Regions from separate parts of the Gossypium hirsutum genome. Here region 2 is linked to region 1. A link is a contact called in public Hi-C data. All regions are on one chromosome and are shown on one strand. Each heading gives the region's core, a stretch centred on a gene start, on an enhancer-like site or on the middle of the called end of the contact. The rest is flanking DNA. Distances are from core to core; before and after follow the strand shown.

Region 1 (4,738 bases), core at 1,195-3,694:
TTTACATGACGGCGTAGAACTAATTTACAGATATGGTATTGAAGCCTTCCCATTTACTGAAGAAAAATTGGAAGAACTGCGAAGGGAAGAGAGGATAAAGCATGAGAGTCAGACCTTGACCAATTTATTAACAAACCCTGGAAGAGACTATCTTTTGGATCAAACCATGGCTAGAAAGGTCAGTGCTTATACCTCATTTCCATATTATAAATATGCTTTGTTACCCATCGACTATAGTGAATAATATATACATACTTGTGGCATTGATATCCATCTATGGTAATGAAGAAAGCTTTCTTGAATTCTTTATAGCCTAAGTTGATACAAACATTTATTGAGCATTTAGAAATTGACAAGAGTATTATTTCAGGTTTGCTACCTGAGTAGCCCCGCTTGTAGATCATTTTGTCCTTTTACCCTTACATTTGCAAGGTATCCGCACCCAACAATTGCATTCCCATTCACATCTGAGGCAAGGGCGAGACCGTGTTAATCACCAGCATAATGAGCCCTCACTTGTGTGGCCGAGATGGATGCATGTTTTGAGATCAATCTATGTATGTTGAGGCTTGATTCAAGCTTATGTATTTGTTTTGCAGGTGCCAGTTGATTCGCTGATAGGTAAGACGGTTGGGCTCTACTTCTCAGCACAATGGTGCTTTCCATGTGCTAAGTTCACTCCCAAACTGATATCCATCTACCACAAAATCAAGCGAAGTTTGGAAGGAAAAGGTGGCGGTGAGGATTTCGAAATAGTTTTTGTGTCGAATGATCGTGACCAAAGTAGCTTTGACTCCTACTACGGTACCATGCCATGGCTAGCGTTGCCTTCTTGAGACCCAATAATTAGAACCCTTGCAAAGTACTTCGACGTGCAAGGCATTCCATGTTTGATAATCATAGATCCCGACGGCAAAACAGTGACCAAGCAAGGTAGAAATCTCATAAATCTGTACCAGGAAAATGCATACCCTTTCACTTGTGCAAAACTGGAGTTGCTGGAGAAAGAAATGGAGGAAGAAGCCAAGAGATTACCCAGATCTAATTATCATGCAGGTCACCGCCATGAGCTTACTTTGGTATCGGAAGGGAATGGAGGGGGGCCGTTTATATGCTGCGATTGTGATGAGCAAGGGTCTGGTTGGGCTTACCAGTGTCTGGGGTGTGGCTACGAGGTGCACCCAAGATGCATGAGAGCTGTTGACCCTGCAACTGCTGCCTCAGTTCAACACACCTGATCTTTCATATATGCTAAAATGTTGCTAATTCAGCTTTCATATATGATATTGTAGCTAATGCCATGAAGATCACATTTAAGAGTAACATCATAATCCTTTATAACTGATCAATAATTATATTGTCGACTCAGATTGCAGGTATATTGGGTTTTTTTTTTTTTGGAAAATGAAAATTATGAAACGGTAAAACTTAAAAAACTTAATGAATTAAATACTTTGAAAAATCAAAATTGGAAACAAAAGGAAATTAATTGCTAGAAAGCGGCCATTCACATGGCAATGGCCCATAGACATCAAATTGCAAAAGGCTCCACATAATAATAAAACTAAAATTTGTACACGTTATGGGGGGGCTGTCGTGGCAGCTTCATTTTTGTACTGGTAGATATAAGACATGTGAAACTCCTTTGAAGTTTCCATATTTCTGGATTTTTCCTTTTTTTTATTTTTTATTTTAAGATGTATATAGGTTGGCTTTTCGTTTTTTATATCTGCAAACGAGCAATTTTTTTCTTGCTACTTAGCACAAAATAAAATTTAAAAATAATTTATTTAGAAAAATAATAAACATTATTATAATTATATTTTTATCATTTAAAAATTTTATATAATTAAAAATAAAACAACTAAAATATTATAAATTTATTAACATCAACTAATAATATATGAACTTATTGCACCACATATGCATTTAATATATGGGATATTGAATTTATTTCACTCATAACAATATGGGTAAAAGTGATTTATAAAGTTATGATGTGTTTATTTATTTATTTTTAATATAATTTAAATTATCGATATATCTCAATTTTATTTTAATATTATAATTATAATTATAATTATTTTAATTTCACAAAATTAATGTAATTTAACTAGCAACACCAAATTTAGTAAAAAAAAACTATTATATTAATCTATATTTACTTCTCTAACCCATCACCTAAATTAGTACTTAACTGTAGTTAATTGAGTAATTATATTATGTAATAATATTTTGGAGTTGGAATATGCTACGATGCTAACCTCATCTTTATAGCCACGTTGCATGATATTAAAAAAAAAAAAAAGGGGGGAAACCTATTTCTCCATCAATACAATTAGCATGAAAATGACAAGTCAAGTAAGACATTGAATCCTACATATAATTATCTATAATTTTTTTTAACTCATAAAATTATTGAATCTTAATTTCAAGACGTCTGCAATCTCATAAATGATTTGTCACTTAGTGCTTAATTTCTCCATTTCTTTTCACAGTTCTAATCGTTTACTTGCTCAAATAGAACTGTCCAACTCAAACTAGAGATATCTTGTCATTTTGGGTAATTTTCTCTCATTCGCATTTTCCAAAACATAATCGAGGTAAGAATCGAGTGTTTTAAACCTTTGCAAATTTGGATTCCATCACTCGCCATTCACAAACACGGTTGCTTGTTTGGATCTGAAACAATGTTTCCAAGTTTTTTCTTTTCTTTAGATCTGCTCAACTATTTTATCAGTGTAGACTATACTGATATATGTTTCTGATTCGTTTTCTTCTTAATGTTTATAAAATTTTAATCAGCTTTGAACTTGAAGATGGGTGCTGAAAAGAATTTCATTGACATGGAGGAGGGAACTCTGGAGATCGGAATGGGTAACTTATTCATTTTACATTCATAGCCTAAAATCTGAATTCTGGCCATTGCCTAATTTCAAGTTTTTTTTTAATCTATCATCAATAAATTTCATGATGTTGGAGTCGTTTTGTTTTTAATCTTTTAGTTGACTGGTTATGTAATATGTTTAAATTCATGACATATGTTCGTAATCGTTCTGTGGATTAAAACCTACTTTAAGTCGGATATTTTAATTCTTTAATTTTTTTTAATTAAACAACTACTTTGTGTTTTATGGTTAATATGATCTAAGGCTAGTGGGATGCTATGGTGAGAATTTGTTGTTATTCAATTGGTGTGAAGATTATCTGGAAGATTAAATCGGGGGTTTATGGTTTGCAGAGTATAGAACTGTGTCCGGTGTTGCTGGACCATTGGTCATTCTTGACAAAGTTAAGGTAGGTTTGCTCTTTTATCCCATGATGGTTTTACCTTCGGTGTTAATAGCTAGTTGTTTGATTGTAAAATGCTAATAATTTTGATATGCTTCAGGGTCCAAAGTATCAGGAGATTGTCAATATTCGTTTGGGTGATGGAACAACTCGACGAGGTCAAGTCTTGGAAGTTGATGGAGAGAAAGCAGTTGTGCAGGTATTTTTCCTTGCATTGCAACCTAGAATTCTCTGCACATAGGAGATGATTCATGGCATATTTTATTTAATGATAATCCCAATATTTGATTGTTGTTACTTGTTTTAAGTCCATATTAATGGATCAGGAAATGTGGAGGGGAACAGCATAGTGATAGAAAAGATGCATTTACCATTTACTAAATCCAATAATATAATTTCTGTGAGATATAAACTCCTGAGAGCATTTGGCAACAATTGGTTTGGACTGATTTTAAGTCTGTACTGTGGCATCTTATACTTTTCCCCTTTCTCCTTTACCAGGTTTTTGAAGGAACATCTGGAATTGACAACAAATACACAACTGTGCAATTTACAGGAGAGGTAATAAGTCCGCTTTTCTTTGGTGCTATAGGTTTTATTTTACCTAGGCTTGTAAAACTAGGATGGCAGATAGAATGGTTGCCGTTATAGAATCTTTTGAAAGTTAGAGTATTGGAATATTAGTTTTCACCTTGTTCTGTTTGATGCAAAGTATATGTGCTTGTAGCTGTCTCGTAACAATTTTATCGTTAAATATGAATGATGCTGAGCTTTCTAAAGTAGAGAAATTCTCTGAACACACATTAGTTGCATCTTCAATCATCTTTGTCTGTGATTTTTAACTTTTAACAAAAGGGAGGTCAGTTTAGTTATCTTTATGACTGTTGATTGTTGAGCCACTTCTAATTTATGTTTTGCAGGTTTTGAAAACTCCTGTGTCATTAGATATGCTAGGGCGCATATTTAATGGCTCTGGAAAACCCATTGATAATGGACCTCCTATTTTGCCCGAGGCATACCTAGATATTTCTGGTAATGTGTTAGGCAAACTGTCTATTCTAGTCATTTATAGGTGAGAAAGTTTATTTTACCAGTGTTAATTTATGTCCTTTTTCTTTCTCAGGGAGTTCCATCAATCCTAGTGAGAGAACTTACCCTGAAGAGATGATTCAAACAGGCATATCAACAATTGATGTGATGAACTCAATTGCTCGTGGACAGAAGATTCCTCTTTTTTCTGCTGCTGGTCTTCCTCATAATGAGATAGCTGCTCAAATTTGTCGTCAAGCGGGTCTCGTAAAGCGATTGGAAAAGTCTGATAATCTCCTTGATGTATGTCTACATTGCAGCTTACTGTGGTATTAATAAAGTTTGCCTTGATTGTGTGCTTGATGTTCATGGTTTATTTTGTGGATGTCAATGATTTTTGTTTTTGTCACTTAAGTGA
Region 2 (4,456 bases), core at 1,698-4,197, 240 kb before region 1:
GCAATGTGGTAGGAACCTTCGGATATATAGCTCCTGAATATTTCATGGAAGGAAGGGTCAGTGATAAGATCGACGTATACTCCTTCGGCATCGTGCTTTTAGAATTGCTATCAGGAAGAAGACCCATAAGTTCAAAAGCTATGGAAAAACAAGAAAGCTTGGTCCAGTGGGTGAGAATTTATACTTTTATTCATTTGTCACCAGTTGAAGATATAACTTCAGAGAGATATGTCCATTGGTGGTTAAATGACAAAATTATGGTCTGACACAGGCTAAGGCATTATTAGAAAGAAGGGATCTCCCAGCATTAGTGGATCCAGCATTAGATGGAGATTTCGATGTTGCACAACTGCATAGAATGGTTCTCGCTGCAACCCTCTGCCTCAATCAGTCAGATATACACCGTCCAAAAGCGAGCCAGGTAGACATTCTTCCAGTCTGTATCTAAGCCTTCTTGATTTTGGACAATAGGAATATCACTCAGCTGCTCTCCAAACTAATACCAACTTGTTCATAGCAGTTAGGTTCACAATGGGCTTATTATGGTGGTTGACAGTCCCCCAACCCCAAACCCTGCTAGCTTGACATATATTTGACATCAATATTTTCACCGCCCTAGTTAAGGTCGATTCAGTTTGCTCTCTTTGGTGCTTAAAAACTATTCTTACTTATTCCTACCTGTATACAGATACTACAAATATTGCGAGGAGAGCAGGAGCCAACAGAGGGCTATAATTTACATGCCACATATATGAATGTGCCAAATAACCAGGAAGATGATGGCCTTCGCAAACTATATGCCTATCTTTCAGTTCCATTTAGTGATGATGATGATTCAACATCCAAATGCAGTTATAGCATAAGATGTAAAACTGGAAAGAAGCGTCGTTTAATGCTGAAGGAATACCTTAGAAAAGGCCAATGCTAATCGTTATAAGTCACTTTCAAAAGATCCACAACTTATAAATGTTTGGCATATTCATCAAACCAGAAATTATTTAAGAAACGATTCAAGTAAATCGAAATGGATATTTAATATAAGACAATTCAAATATACGAAGAAAAAATTGCAAAAATTTCTCTTGTTTCTATTAGTAAATTCTCAAGACTGTACAAGTTAGAATTCGCCACCCAATCCCGCCACGAAGCCGCTCTTTGCAGGGGAGAACAAAAAGATTGCCCCTCCACTAAGCGGAATCAAAATGGAACTGTATAAGGCAGTGCATAAATCTCAGCTGCCGGAAGAAAATGTGCACACGGGTGCAAACTTGCACTCGCAACACATGTATGATCATTGTCATCAGGTCTTTTGGCCGCGGGTTTCCCTAGCTGCTTTTTAGTTAGAAGCCAGTCTTCATCACCACCATCATTCAGCTCAGCTTCGAGAAGAGGTGGCATCCAATCCTCAATCAAGGTTTTATACTGCAGTGCAGCCTCCAGCAATGTTCCAGAAGAAGAGGAGCCTTGCTCCTTCCTTCTATCATCATGCCGCAGTTTCTGTTCAGGCACAGAAGCGACGGTACAACTTGGCTCTTGAATTGAATCTGTCCTACCAGAACTAGAGCAGGCTGGTTCTTCGCTGCTGATTGATGCATCAGATGCCCGGGGCTTTTTCAAGGAAAATCTAATCTTTATAATGTTTCCTATACATGTACACAACATACAATCAATATCTACATCCCTCCAAGAAACTACAGCAATAGGCAAATTTAGCCCATCTAATACAATAAAGAACACAACTCACCATCAACCCTGCATTCATTATAGGAAGCAGTTTCCCTTTTCCTCTTGTGACTGTTTTGGCTGCCATCAGATATATAGCAAACTGGCGGCTCATGTTCTTCAGTAAGATCACTTCTCTCCAATTGGTCATCTTTATATGCATCTAGAACATCATCAAGCTTCTTAAGTTTCTTGATGGCACCTTGAGTTTTATCCTTCTCTTTCCTTTCCTTCTTTTTCTCCTTCTCCCTCTTCTTATGTAATTTCTGTTCTGTTTTTGGCAAAACCTTTTCTCCCTGGAGCTTTATTGCACAACACAATATGAAATTTAGACAGGCGGGAATGGAAGACCAAAAGATCACGATTGCTTCCAAAAAATTAAAGTTTGGCGGGGAGGGGGTAATTTCACATTGGTTTAGGGTTCTATCAAGATCAATCAGACTATGAATACAAACACCCAGTTCCCACTCCTCTAAACAGACACGAATTACCAAGCTTTTCATTCATTTACATAATCAAACCAAAATCAAGTCCAAAACTTTAAAAAGGAACCCAGAAGTTCTTTTAAAAAACCCCAAACCCAAAAAGGTTCATTCATATATTTGAATAACTACCATAGTTCTCTGCACAGATCCTCGTTGTTCATAATTACAAAGCTATATTATCAACAGTAATTAAAGCGGTTCATTTCATGTTTAAGTTGTTACAAACTCTACAAATATACAAATATATAATCATAATCAAGTATCACAAACGCATGCAGTTGAGCAACGAAAGTGAAAACCAAATACTTTTGCCCAACGAACCTTAATCGATTCGACCAATCCCTGTCTTAAATACCCCGCCGGACGTTGATAAGGAAAACACCGCGACATTATCGGCTATTTTCTTTTCGAAATCCCAAAAACTTCCTCAAGAAACCAAAGAATCAGTAAAGCCAAGATCGCTCAGTATCCGTAGAACTTATAGATCTAGAAGCTTTTTTAATATCTTCCTCTTCAAGAAGGCAAAACGCGTAATCTAGGCGGCTACAGCTAGGATTTCTCAGATATCTGGAAATAAAGAGGACGAGCTAGGGTATATATAGCGTGAGAAAAGTTGGGGAACGACCGACTTTATAATGTCGGCTCTTCGAAGTTTCACTTTTCTTACCGATAATGCCCTCCACTTGTTGCCATTTATTAAAAGGTCTCTTGGGCTTTTTGGTAACTTCGGCTTCAGTTCCGTATACAGTACTGTATTTGGGCTTTTTATTTAACTGCAATTTAACACTTCCGAAATAGTTTTGGTGGGTGAGGACTGAGAAATTTCCTTCTGATTCATGGACGTAGCAAATTCCACGCGGCCAACATCAGTGGAAGCTGGAATAAAATTATATAATAAATGAGGTTTTGGATAAATGTTAAAAATTGTATAAAATCATAAACGTTTAAATAAAGAAAATAAATCTCTAGGTTAAATCTGTAATGTTAATGTTGTTGCTTTGAATTGAAATCATGTTGTTTAATATTTTGGAATGAAACAAATTATTAATTAAAAACAAAGATGCATTTCAATACGATAAATGATTTTAATGCGATTAAAATAGGGGTTTTGTAAAATATTTGATTAAATAAGTATTAAGTACATATACAAGTTGCGTCCGAATGGAGCACTTAAGTAAGCGTCATTTATTTATATTGCATAGAATGACAAGGGTGAGCGAAAATAAGATATGAGAAAATTCTCTGTTGATTTTATATATTTTTATTTGATAATTTTATAACATGTTATCAGCATGTTTTGCTCAATAATCGTTCTTCTTGTTGAAGGTAGAACTTTGTCGAATAAACAACTATAAAGTAAAATACATGTTTCTTGTAAATACGTAAAATTGATATATTATTCCTTGTCCTTAATCTACATGTTTTCATTATTTATGGTTGATTAATTAAATGTTGTTATTCTTTCTTTCTTTTTTATGTATCATAAATATAATTGAAATACATGCTTGATAATTACTCTTTTATGTCTTAATTTCATGGAACATGCATATCATTAATATGATATTAACAAGGTTAGTAATTAAAGCATTATATACTATTAGAATAATTAATCAAATATTTACTAATAGAATGCAAGTAACCTAAAAACTTTTATACCATTATATAATGAATTCATTACATTTGTATCTTCTAATGAATAATAAAAGTTTATTTATGGAATCTTATACAAATAAATATATATCTACTACTTTCGATTTTTTTATTGATTCATTTTATAACCTAATTTTATATTAGACACTATTATGTCGAACCTTATAAAATTTGAATTTGAGGCCCTTGAAATATTAGGTAAGGATTATTTGTCATGAGTGTTCAATGTCGAAGTTCACTTAGAAACTAAAAGGTCTTGGGAATACAATTATGCAAGATCTCGACGCATTTAAACAAGATAAAGCCCAAGCTATGATTTTCCTCTGTCATCATTTTCATGAAGGATTGAAAACAAAATATTTTACTAAAAAAGTTCCACTTGAATTGTGGAATGGTCTAAAAGAAAGATACAACAATCAGAAAACGATAATTCTACCAAAACTCGTTATAATTAGATGCACTTGAAATTGCAAGATTATAAAATAGTGAGTGTAAAATAAGTTGTTGACTAAAATCATGTGGAGAAAAAATAATTGATGGGAACTTATTGGAGAAAACTTTCTCAACTTTTCATGCATCTAATGTGCTCCTACAACAAT

What was found. A called contact is a pair of places that touch in the nucleus more often than the background predicts.
Region 2: a Hi-C map of leaf shows a contact between it and region 1, with 2.1 times the contacts expected there. The contact joins the promoter of LOC121213885 here to the promoter of LOC107922407 in region 1. A contact is called at or near these places in 2 of 34 Hi-C or Micro-C datasets (both in leaf).

The regions. Positions count from the first base shown.
Region 1 is chrD01:16,939,641-16,944,378 of Gossypium_hirsutum_v2.1, reverse strand. It overlaps LOC107922407 (V-type proton ATPase subunit B2), which reads left to right and starts at 2,444. Exons shown (of 15, transcript XM_016852435.2): 1 at 2,444-2,603; 2 at 2,806-2,877; 3 at 3,242-3,297; 4 at 3,392-3,490; 5 at 3,793-3,852; 6 at 4,212-4,323; 7 at 4,415-4,623. The coding sequence starts at 2,820. It also overlaps the pseudogene LOC121213880.
Region 2 is chrD01:17,178,806-17,183,261 of Gossypium_hirsutum_v2.1, reverse strand. LOC121213885 reads right to left here and starts at 2,947. Exons shown (of 3, transcript XM_041087223.1): 1 at 2,529-2,947; 2 at 1,745-2,024; 3 at 1,068-1,643. The coding sequence starts at 2,597. The coding sequence ends at 1,198. LOC121213884 (proline-rich receptor-like protein kinase PERK15) reads left to right here. Exons shown (of 9, transcript XM_041087220.1): 7 at 1-170; 8 at 272-421; 9 at 689-2,659. The coding sequence ends at 928.